2 separate regions of the Macaca mulatta genome follow, and region 1 is linked to region 2. Evidence: chromatin contacts called from public Micro-C data. All regions are on one chromosome and are shown on one strand. Each heading gives the region's core, a stretch centred on a gene start, on an enhancer-like site or on the middle of the called end of the contact. The rest is flanking DNA. Distances are from core to core; before and after follow the strand shown. Region 1 holds the start of SSR1 (signal sequence receptor subunit 1). Region 2 holds the start of SNRNP48 (small nuclear ribonucleoprotein U11/U12 subunit 48).

The links. A called contact is a pair of places that touch in the nucleus more often than the background predicts.
Region 1: a Micro-C map of CD4 T cells shows a contact between it and region 2, with 8 times the contacts expected there. The contact joins the promoter of SSR1 here to the promoter of SNRNP48 in region 2. A contact is called at or near these places in 2 of 14 Hi-C or Micro-C datasets (CD4 T cells and cortical neurons).

The regions. Positions count from the first base shown.
Region 1 is chr4:175,879,791-175,885,803 of T2T-MMU8v2.0, forward strand. SSR1 (signal sequence receptor subunit 1) reads left to right here and starts at 4,657. Exons shown (of 8, transcript NM_001258152.1): 1 at 4,657-4,840. The coding sequence starts at 4,762.
Region 2 is chr4:175,606,754-175,612,822 of T2T-MMU8v2.0, forward strand. SNRNP48 (small nuclear ribonucleoprotein U11/U12 subunit 48) reads right to left here and starts at 4,593. Exons shown (of 9, transcript NM_001266192.1): 1 at 4,422-4,593; 2 at 1,111-1,224; 3 at 790-850. The coding sequence starts at 4,577.

The sequences.
Region 1 (6,013 bases), core at 3,407-5,906, 270 kb after region 2:
TGGCCACAAGATGTTCACATCCAACAGGAGACAGGCTGAACTATATTGTGAGAAAAGATAATCAGTGCTATGAACAAGAGAACAGAGGAAAATGCAGAATGTGGGGGCAGGAGGGTTGGAATTTTAAAGCAGAGCTCAAGGTAAGCCTCACTGAGGTGACAAGCAAAGATTTAAAAGGACATGAGCGGCTCGGTGTGGTGTCCCACACATGCAATCCCAGCACTTTGGGAGGCCAAGGGGGGGTGGATCACTTGAGGTTAGGAGTTCCAGACCAGCTTAACATGGTAAAACGTCGTCTGCTGAAAATACAAAAATTAACCGGGCGTGGTGATGGGTACCTGTAATCCCAGCTACTCTGGAAGCTGAGGCAGGAGAATCGCTTGAACCCAGAAGACAGAGGTTGCCATGAGCCAAGATCGTGCCACTGCACTCCAACGTGGGTGACAGAGCAAGACTCCCATCTCAACAAAATAAACATGAGGGAAGTTTCTTGGCCACAGTTACTTCGTGGGGGCATAAAAGAACACAGGAGTACTTACATTTGTGTAAGTACTTAAGAGAAATTGTAAGTAATCAAAGAGAAAGAATGCTCTGCTCAAATGACAGATGTGGAAAATCAACTACAGGATTTGTCTGAGTTCTATTGCATCTGGAATTAGTGGCTTCTTGGTCTCACTGACTTCAAGAATAAAGCCACAGACCCTCAGGCTGAGTATTCTACAGTTCTCAAAAATGGTAATCCAGAGTTTATGCATTTCAGATGTGTTCATAGTTTCACTCCTGGTGGGTACAAAGGCTCAATAGCCTCACGAGTAAAGCTGCAGACTTTCACGGCATCACAGCTCAAACGCAGCCTGGACCCAAACACGCAGCAAATCAGCCACAACACTTCAGAAAACCCAAACACGTCACCGCTGTGGGCTCCAGCAGCCTGCTTTTATTCCCTTATCTGACCCCACCCACATCCTGCTGATTGGTCCACTTTACAGAGAGCTGATTGGTCTATTTTACAGAGCGCTGATTGGTCCATTTTACAGAGAGCTGATTGGTCTGTTTTGACAGAGTGCCGATTGGTGTGTTTACAATCCTTGAGCTAGATTCAGAGTGCTAGATGGAAAAGTTCTCCAAGTCCCCACTAGGTTAGCTAGATACTGAATGCCAATTGGTGTATTTACAAACCTTGAGCTAGACACAGAGTGCTGATTGGTGTATTTACAATCCCCTAGCTAGACATAAAGGTTCTCCAAGGCCCCACAGGAGTCAGGAGACCAGCTGGCTTCAGCTAGTGGATCCTGCATCAGGGCTGCAGGCAGAGCTGCGCGCCAGTCGCGACCCGCGGCAGCGCTTCTCAGCCCTTGGGCGGTCGATGGGACTAGGCGCCACGGAGCAGGGGGCGGCGCCCGTCAGGGAGACTCGGGCGGTGCAGGAGCCCACCGTAGAGGGGGTCTCGGACACGGCGGGCTGCAGGTCCCGAACCCTGCCCCCGGGGAGGCGGCTGAGTCCTGGGGAGAATTCGAGCGTGGTGCATGCGGGCCGGCAGTGCTGGGGGACCTGGCGCAACCTCCGCAGCTGCTGACCCGGGTGCTAAGCTCCTCACTGCCCTGGGCGGCGGCGCCCCACTGCCGCTCCGTGTGCGGGGCCCACTAAGCCCGCGCCCGCCGGAACTCGCGCTGGCCAGTGAGCGCCGCGCGCAGTCCCGGTTCCCGACTGCGCCTCTCCCTCCACACCTCCACGCAAGCAGAGGGAGGAGGCTCCGGCCTCGGCCAGCCCAGAGAGGGACTCCCACAGTGCCGTGGCGTGCTGAAGGGCTCCTCAAGCGCCGCCAGAGTGGACGCCGAGGCGGAGGAGGCGCCGAGAGCAAGGGCTGCTAGCACGTTGTCACCTCTCACTATGAAGGAGAGTCACCAGGATATGGACTATCCCCTGAAAATAAATCCCTTCAAAGAGATTAGTGTAGACATGGGGAAAGATTTGGAAAGAGTTAAATTAGTAGGTGGAATTCATAATTCCATAAATTAAGGATTGGAACCAATTAGGGTAGAGAGCTCTGGGTGGACACCAAGGAAAAGCTGCTGCTTATAGGGAGAATGTGGATCACAGTGATGCAGAATTGGTGAGCACACTGGTCAGGGCTAGCCCCTTACGTCCTTAGTCACAGCTGCCTGTTTTTTTGTGTGTGTGTGTGTGTGTTTTTTTTTTTTGAAACGGAGTCTCGCTCTGTCGCCCAGGCTGGAGTGCAGTGGCGCAACCTCGACTCACTGCAAACTCCGCCTCCCGGGTTCACGCCATTTTCCTGCCTCAGCCTCCCGAGTAGCTGGGACTACAGGTGTCCGCCACCGCGCCTGGCTGATTTTTTTGTATTTTTTTAAGTAGAGACGGGTTTTCACTGTGTTAGCCAAGATGGTCTGGATCTCCTGACCTCATGATCCACCCGCCTCGGCCTCCCAAAGTTCTGGGATTATAGGTGTGAGCCACTGCACCCAGCACAGCTGTCGTTTTTAAATACTAATTGGACAGTCACACAGGTCTGTTTTCCGTTTACATGTTCTTATTTTGTCTAAATTCATCACATCAGTAATATCTAGAGTAGGCACACTTTATTTTTCCTGCTGCACCAGTTGTAGCTGGTTGTGTAAAATTCAAGTCCCAAATAAAATCTGTTAGTAATCGATTGATGACATCATCGTTGGAGTGGAAGTCCCAGGTTAAGCCTACACTAAATTATCCTTACATGTTCAGGCTACGTCTAAACATCTGAGAACCCGTGAGACAGATCTACTAGGAATCTCTTTACCGTAAAGAATGAGACATTGTCCCCTTCCGTAATCAGTCCTCTGAATGAGGAAAGCAAGCCAGTAAGACACGGTGGTGCCATGATGGAGAGCAGCTGTGATTTTGAGTACAGCATGAGGTCTGTAACTTCACCATCGATTACAGTCCCCATCAATTTGTTTCTGGTGTTAGGAGAGAGTAGCAAGTTAAAGATGTATTTGTCAAAACACCTGTCAGACGTCAACAACCTCAGAGCAGGTCGCATTTGAAACTCATGAAACGGTGCCTCAAAGTACGGGAGGGAGATTATTCTGAGTCAGTGGAGAACTCAGCAAGGTTCAGTCATCTCAAAACAGGGTCAGCAGCCCTGGTAGTCCTGACATAGAGTGGCAGCATTGGTAGCATGCACAGGAGCAGAGGCAGCAACAAAGTGAGAGGAGGCCCTCCACTTCTGCTGGGCGCCCTAGTAGCAGCAGCAACACAGCAGTGGTGCCACTGGTGGCCTGGCAGAGTGGAATTGGGTTGATTCAGCCCAGCACCTTCAGGCTGTGACTTTAGCAGACAGAAGTAGGTAGTGGTGGCAGTGGCTCCCAACTGCATTTACAGCCCCAGGACAAGGAGACCTGAAGCAGAAACAATGCCGGAGTAGAACAGCAGATGTCCTAGACCAGTAGTGTATGGAATCTGGAAACAGATAGCCTTGATCAAATCTTGCATCTGCCATTTGCTAGCTTTTTGAAGCCTTGAGTAAATTACTAACCTCTCTGGGTCTGTTTTCTCCTCAGTAAATAATATCCAGCTCATAGAGATGTTTAGAAAATTAAATGAAAAAGCACAGTTTAAGGAGGTGACACAATAGTAAGCACATGATTTATTTCCTCATCTTTATGACATCTCACACTGGTCCAGTCCAAGATTACCTAATATTCAGATTAATTTCATGAACTGCTATATTACTCCAGCAACTCAAATCCAAAATAGATGAGAAAGGAACTAAAGAAAATGGACAGCCATTGCTGGACCTATTGTGTAGTTACAAATGCTGACTACATACCAGGCACTGTTTAGGTGACTTTAGGAATGTCACATACAAATCCAGACTTATAATTCTGGAATGTCACATACAAATTTAAGAATTGCTGACCAGGCGCAGTGGCTCACGCCTGTAATCCCAGCACTTTGAGAGGCCCAGGCGGGTGGATCACCTGAGGTCAGGAGTTCAAGATTAGTCTGGCCAACATGGTGAAACCCCATCTCTAGTAAAAATATAAAAATATAAAAATTAGCCGGGCATGGTGGCGCGTGCCTGCAGTCCCAGCTGCTTAGGAGGCTGAGGCAGGAGAATCGCTTGAACCCGGCAGGTGGAGGTTGCAATGAACCAAGATTGCACCACTGAACTCGAGCCTGGGCGACAGAGCAAGACTTCGTCTCAAAAAAATAAAAATAATAATTTTAAGAATTGTCATTACTTAACCATGGGAGAGGGTGTGGGCAGACAAAGATTTTCCACTGTGTATTTTCATGGTTTTGCCTTTGAACGATGTCCTCTCTTCCAAAATTTTTTTTTTGCTTTTAAATGCCACATAAAGGCAGCTCATGTTCTTTACATCGCCGTTATCAAGAGGATCGTCATTCAAATACACTAACCACTGACAATGCTAACTAATTGGGAGTCAAGGACTGGGCGGAAAGATCGGCCAACCGCAGGCTGCCGGCCAGCAACTGCGGCGGAAGGCGGACTCTCGCGGGAGCCACAGAGAGGCCAGCAGCCGGCCACGTGACTTCCGGGCGGCCGGCTCTACCTAAGTCTCCGCGCTGAGCAGCCACGTCGGCGGCGTTTCCCGTTCAGGGGAGGGGCGTGGCGAAGGCCCGTGCGTGGTACGTGTCCCGCCCCTCGCCGCCCGGAGCCCGGATGAAGAGTAACGCCATTACCGCCGGAGCAGCCGAGAGCCCTCCCGGACGGAGACTGGACACTGGACCGGCAGCGCCATGAGACTCCTCCCCCGCTTGCTGCTGCTTCTCTTGCTCGTGTTCCCTGCCACTGTCTTGTTCCGAGGCGGCCCCAGAGGTGAGGCTAAGGAGAGTGTGCGGAGGGGGATGGCCAGGAAGGAGATGCCAGTGACGGCAAGTTTGAAGTTGGAGGCGGTGGCCGCTCCGGGTCTCGGGGTCCGTGTCCACTCCGCTGGCCTCTCTCCGCCCTCTCCCCAAGCCTAGGCTCGTAGCAGCAGGGGCCCCCGCGGGCGCTGGAGACCCCGCTGTGGCCTGTCCCTTGCACGCGGAGTGCGGGGCCGTGTCCGGACGACCTTGCTTCGTGGCCGGCCGAGGGCTGGGCTTGCTTCTCTGGCCCTGGACCCGCGCCTGCAGGAGCGTCCAGAACTGAAGGGTCCTCGGCTGCAGGAGGAGGCGAGGGGGCTCTGGCCACGGCTGCGCTCCGAGCGCGCCGCAGCCGGGCTGTTTCTTTTGGCCGCCTCCGGCTCCGCTCCACCCCCAGCCCCTGGTGCTCAGGGCTGACGTGTCTTTAGCTTCCACGCCGCGAGTCCGTCTTCATTCATTTGCTAAAACTCTTGTTTTCGACACATCTAAGCCATCAGAGTGGCTTTTTTAATGGTCACCTGCCTCGTTCACCCCCTGCTTGACCCGTATGTGTTACTATGATTTCAGAAAAACTACCTTGTCGTCACCCGCGTTATCGGCCCCTGCTGCCAAGCGGACTGAAGAATCCCTTTGGGATGTCTCCCTTACTTCTGCCTTCTTCCTTTCCTTTTCTTTTCATGGAGCAGTTTTTTGTTTGTGGAAGCATCGTGTTGTGCTGAAAAAATGTAGCCTACTTCGAGTGTTTTTAATATGTAGATTTATTCTTTCCAACAATTAACCCAGCATTTAAGTGTGAAAGTAACTTAGCAGAATATAAAAATGAGGCAACTTGACTTCCTGCCCGGGTTTTGTCATGAACTTCGACTTTCTAATTTGCAAAGTGAAATAATTAGGCTGATTAAGCACTAGAATTCCCTTTCATTCTGTAAGTTTAAGCAAGCTGTGTGTCTTAACGGTAGTGACAGGTATCCAGGAGTTGTTTTGCAATGAAAAGTGAAGTGACTGGCTTCTGTTTAATGGCTAGAAAACCAAGTGGGAGAATGAAACAACTGTTAATGCGTTCATCTGCAGGTTTAACAAGATTCTTTTACTTTGGGAGTCGTTTGCTGGTTCTCTTTAAGCTTATTTAAAAAAAAAACTTGACAAA
Region 2 (6,069 bases), core at 3,343-5,842:
GCCCTTTGGGCACGTGGACAAACCTTCCAGAATCTTAAGAAATATCCACATCCCTGTCTATGAAATCTGAACACAGAATCCTTTCAGATTTATCTACAGCCCAGTAAGTAATCAGACTTCAAGCAGTTCATGCCTATAATTAGGCATGCAGCAGTAGCAGCGACAAATTTTACTGACCAGTAACAGCTAACATTCTCGAAGCCTGTGCTGTAATGGTCACAACTCTGTGACCCTTTAGCTGACTCCAGCTAAGTGCCTGACATTATTCTAAGAATATTATATATATATCACTTAATCCTCGCAAAGTGCTATTATAACCATCTCCATTTTATAAAGAAATTTAGGCAACAAACAGGTTAATTACCTCGCTGAAAGTCACATCTGTTCATGATAAAAACAGGAGTTGAATCAGGACATTCTCTTTCAAGAGCCCAAGACTTTAACCTCTATATATGCTGTGAATCCCTGGAACACATGTCCATCTTCAGTCTCATCCTTCAATCTATGTCACAGGCTCAAATTTTTGTTGTAACTGAGAAGGAAGGTGTCTGCTCTACTACACAAAGCTTTGTAAGGTTTTCACTGCCTATTAATACAAGCCTGGTCTCTAAACTTCAGATTATGTGAATTAGTTGCCTTGTACATTAATTAATTCTACATGCTTTTAAGATACTAAATGTCCTTCTTAATCGTAAGCATGCTTATAAAATCCATTCTTTCGATAATGCAAAAATGAAAAATCAGTATCTACACTAAGATATTTTAAAATTATAATAACTTAATACTTACTCAAAGTAATTGAAGGTATCTTCACATTCTCATAGAAAAACTCAGGATTATACATTTCATCCTGAAAAAAAAAATCTTAGTGTTCTTAAGTATCAGATAATTGACTATTTTAAGACTTGACATAAACAATAGATTAGTATCACTTAATTATTTCTCATAATAATTTGTGAAATTAGGCAAGTACCATCCTACCCTTCAAGTAAGGGCTATTATTTCATGTTGGTGAGCCTCACAATATAACTTCCAAAAATTGTGAATTAAGGCATGAAATGCATGACATATACATATATATTTTACTATAAAATAATAAATATATGGTACCTCTTCTTCTTTGGTATAGCCCATTTTCCTCAATCTACAAGATGCCATGTGCTTTGCTAAAGACGATTTAGGCATGTGATGATTGGAATCGTAAGGACATAACACAACTTCATCCTATAAAAATCAAACAGAAACAAAGAAAATCGGTACATAATATTAAAATAAATAATTATTACCATTAAATGTTTACCATTTAATTATGTACCAGTACTGTCTAGTGCATCCTCTTTTACAGGCCTCTCTCAACCCCCATGTGGGTGTGTATTAAAGAAAAACAAAACTCCTTCAACCCCTAACTCTCTAATGCCCCTGTCCTCTGTCCACTCCTTCAAAGCCTAACTCTTTGAAATGTGTATTTACACTCACTGTCTAAACAACCTCATCTATAACCATTCCTCACTCACTGCCACCATCACCCCACTGAAACCAGTCAATAGGTCACTAACAACCTTGCTACTAAAGCCAAAGAACATGTCACTGTCTTGTCATATCTGAACTCTTGGAAGGTCGCACTCCAATTGTTCATTTGTCATTCAGACACACCCCTCATGTTCTTTCTACCTCTCTGGCTTCTTCTATTTGGTCTCCTCTAAATATCTGTCTACCTTGCTCTATTTGTCCCCCTTTAGATGTTGGTTTTCATAAATTAATATAACCACTGACCTTTTGCTATTTAGTATCTGCTTACTGAAAGAAAGATCTCAAGGCTGCAACTCTCACTATACAGTGAGGACTCCCAAAATTTATATCTTTAAACCTTGTTTCTGTCCAGTACCATATACTAAAGACACTAAAAGTTCAACACAAACAAAAATAAATTCATTCTACTCATCGTCTCCTAACCCTCAAACCTACTTCTCTTGTACTTTCCATTTCAGTGAAAGGTCCCACTTGCTCAAGCAAGAAACCACGTCTTCTCCCTCATCACCCATATCCAATCAATCACCTAGCCCTGCCAATTTAACTCCTGAATATTTCTGAAAATCCCTCAACATCCTCCATCCCCACTGCCACTTCCCCAAATCAGGGATCATCAACTCTCTGCTGGAATACAACAGCCATCTCCTGACTACGCTCGCTTTCTCTCTCTGTTTCCAGTCTTGCTGCCCTCCCCTTCATTTTCCATCCTGTAGCTGGTCTGAATTCCAGCTCTGCCACTTACTGGCTGCATGAATTTGGGTGAGGTACTTAATCTCTCTTTGTCTCATTTTCCTTATCTATTATATAAAATGAAAATAATAGCAGGACCTCTCTCAAAAAGTGATTGTGAAGATTTAAAAAAGTATACCAAAGTTTATACACATAAAGGAATTCAAATAGGGCCTGGTACATAGCAAGCATTCAATAAATGTATGTTATTATTTTACTAAAAGGTAAATATGATTATGATATGCCCCAGCTTAAAATACTTCCATGCCTCCCCACTGCCTTCATTTAAAAAAAAAAAAAAATCTAGACTTTCTAATATGGCTAACAAGGACATTTAAGATCTGACCTCTACCCCCCAGCATCGTTCTGCGGTAACTCTACACCCTATGCTCTAGCTATCCTTAACTACTTGCTTCCTGATATGGTTACTCCCTGTCTCTGAACTTCTACACATGCTGTTGATGCTTCTTCTCACTCCCCAATCCCCTAGTTAATTCAGATCACTTTTATTTACCAGCTTAGAATTCACTTTGTCCAGGAAGCCTTTGTTGACCACCACTTTGTCCACCACAGCCTATAATAAACTGTACTATAGCAATTCCAACCCCACCCATCATAGACCCATGATAATATAACAGTTGAGTTCTCCGTATTCCCCCTCACCACCACCAGACAATAAGCTCTGTGAGGACCAGGAACTGTAACTGTTGTTCACTAAATTTTAGTACTAAAACACCGGTGGAAATCCTAATTGCCATTTACTAGCAGTGTATCCTTGGACAAATTATTACCTCTGTGTCCCTTTCCTTGTCTATGAAATGTGGTCAACAATACCTACCTCACAGGGTTATTCTGAGTATTAAATGAAGCAATGTATTTTAAGTGGCACAAACAAAGTGCTATTTAAATGTTAATACAAGGAATCCAATGTTACTCCAATGCTGAGTAAACAATGTATGGAAAGGTCTGGTAAGTCCCACTCAATGGAATTCCCAGCTTCAAATACCCCTCTAAATGAACAATAAAGATCCTTTAATTTCTTCTGTGCTTTTAATACAATAAATAATGAATGGTATATGCAGAAATCAAATATATTTTAAATGTCTCAGGAATCAGTAACTTAAACCCAGGAGAAATTATTACAGCGTGGTAAACCCAGAAGTAATATTAAAGATAATGAATTACCCCACATTGGAGCACTTCCCTTCCTCTCACTCCACCAAAAAACACCCCACAAAAAACAAAAATCACCATTGTTCACTCTAAATACACTTGCCTACATTTTAAAAAAAGCAATGCTAATGTCCACGGGAGTTGCCAGTTACCATTTCTTGGTGACATCCTTTAATAATCCTAGAATCGGGGCTGTCCCAGTAAGAAGTGTCCAATTTTAAGGCATAGAAAGGCGAACTGGCAAACTCCCAGCTCTCCTGACACCGAATCTGGTGCAACTGCGGAATCCATATGACAGATGACAATGCAAACCGCCAATCCCTCTGCAGCACTCTGAGACCCATTCACTTACTTTCTAAATAAATACCAAATCTGCCATTCCCTCCTCACTCAACACATCTTCCGGAATTTTGTTTGTTTGTGTTTTGAGACAGGGTCTTGCTCTATCGCCCACGCTGGAATGCAGCGGAGCGATCTCGGCTCACCGCAACCTCGACCTCCTGGGCTCAAGCGATCCTCCCACTCCAGCCTCCCAAACAGCTGGGGCCACAGGCTCACACCATCACACTCGGCTAACTTTTGTATTTTTGGTAGGAAGAGGTTTCCCCATATTGCCCAGGCTAGTCTCGAACTCCTGGGCTCAAGGGATCCTCCCGCCTTGGCCTCTCAAAGTGCTGGGATTACAGGTGTAAGCCACCGCGCCCGGCCCCCCGTTTTCTTTAAGCTCGAAGTTCCGCGGGAGGAGCGCCGCACCGGAGGTCGGCGTGGAGCCTTCGGGAGGCCCTCGCGCGCCCGAGCCCAGGACTCAGGGAGGTCAGGGTTGCTCCAGGGCCCGCGGCTCCCCTCGGGTCCCGGGCGCCCATCGCGGCTCTGCACACGGACGACGATTCCTCGCCCTTCCTCCGCGGCTGCCAGTGCGGATCTCCCTTCTTCCAGAGAAGACCGCGGGCCGATAGTCCCCGAAAGGGCCCCGCGGCCGCGCCCCTCACCTCCGCCGCCTCCTCTTCCCCGGGATCCAGACTATCCAGGTCCCAGCCCAGGGACGCCGTCACCTCCTCCAGCGTCCGGCAGCAGCTCTCCACGAACTCGCTCAGCTCCTCCTGCAGCCGCCGCCGCTCCTCCACAGGTGGAGGCTCGCCTTCCATGGCTGCAGCCCACCCGCCAAGAGGAAGCGGCCGAACTGCAGACGGCGCGCGCGGGCCTCTGGGAGCTGTGGGCGGGGCCACAGCCACCACGTGACTGGAACAGCCTGTAGGGAAGCGCCTCGGGAAGGGCGGGACTGTTATTTTGAGAGGCGTTTTCCAATCTCCTCTCAGCTTTTGGGTGCAGTTGCGCTGGCCTTTCTTGAAAGACGTTCACGCTCCTCGACTTTCTCAGAAAAAACGGTTTATAGCTACAGAAAAGTTTTAAAAATAGTACAGTGAGCTTTCGTTTAGCTGTCCTTCAGCTCGTTGTTAGCATTTTGCCACGTTTGATTTCTCTCCATCTGTTCTCTCCACATTCACAGCCCCACCCAATGATTTTTACTAAATTCTTTGAAAGTAAGTTGCAGATTCTTCACCCCCAAATATGTTAACATGCTTCTTCCAAGAATACGAACATTTTCCTGTGTAACCGCAATACATGATCAAACCTAAGAAAATTAGTAATTCCATAAAATCATTTATTATACAGTTCATATTCAAATTTCCCCATTGTCCCCAAAATTATTTCCATAGCAGTTTTATTTTTTCAACCCATAAGCTGTTATTAGTTATTGTCTCTTTTAATCCAGATCAGCCTCCTTCACCCTCTTTTTAAAATTAAATCATTAAATGTTGTGATGAGCCTAGGCCAGTTGTCTTGTAGAATATCCCTCATTCTGGATTTGTCAGATTTTGTTTCCCTCATGATTAGATTCAGATCGAGCACTTTAGCAAGAATACTACCTAAGAGGTGTTGCCAACTCACAGGGACACACAACTCAATTATATTAGTAATGCTAACTTTGATCACTTGGTAAAGATGGTGGCTACATCTCTTCATTCTAATAGTACATTTTCCCCCATTTTCCCCTTAGGAACTGGTAAGCAATCTGTAGATTATACCTTGAGGCCATATGAATACCCTGTTCCCCAACTGCTTTATACAGTCCTTCACTGACTCTGTTGTTACAACAGGAGTTATAAATGATTCTGTAATAGTATCATGCCTTCTGTGTTTGTTAACTGGCTTTCTTTCCACACCTCCATTTTAGTGTTTTCATCACTATGGGAATCAAGGTGTTTTTAAAGTTATTGATTTAAAGGGTTTTTTTTAATTCAATATAATATACTCCTTTAACATCGTAATTCTTGTTGATGCTCAAATTGTCCCAAATGTGGCCAGTGGAAGCCACATTAAGCCATCTGTGTCTTTGACATATCCCTATTAGTCCTTGAATGCTTTCTTGCTTCGATAACACAAGCTTAACTTTGTATATTTCCTACCCAAGACCTGGAATTAGCCCTTGTAGTTTCCCCAAATGGTTTTAACTCCCAAAATCTAACCAATTTTATATTACTTTTTAAAATTTTTTCAAGTCCGAGTGTCAAACCTCGGTTTCCTTTTGCAGTTTGTTTACACCTGTGAAGGAACTGTGGAGGAATTTTTTGGTGA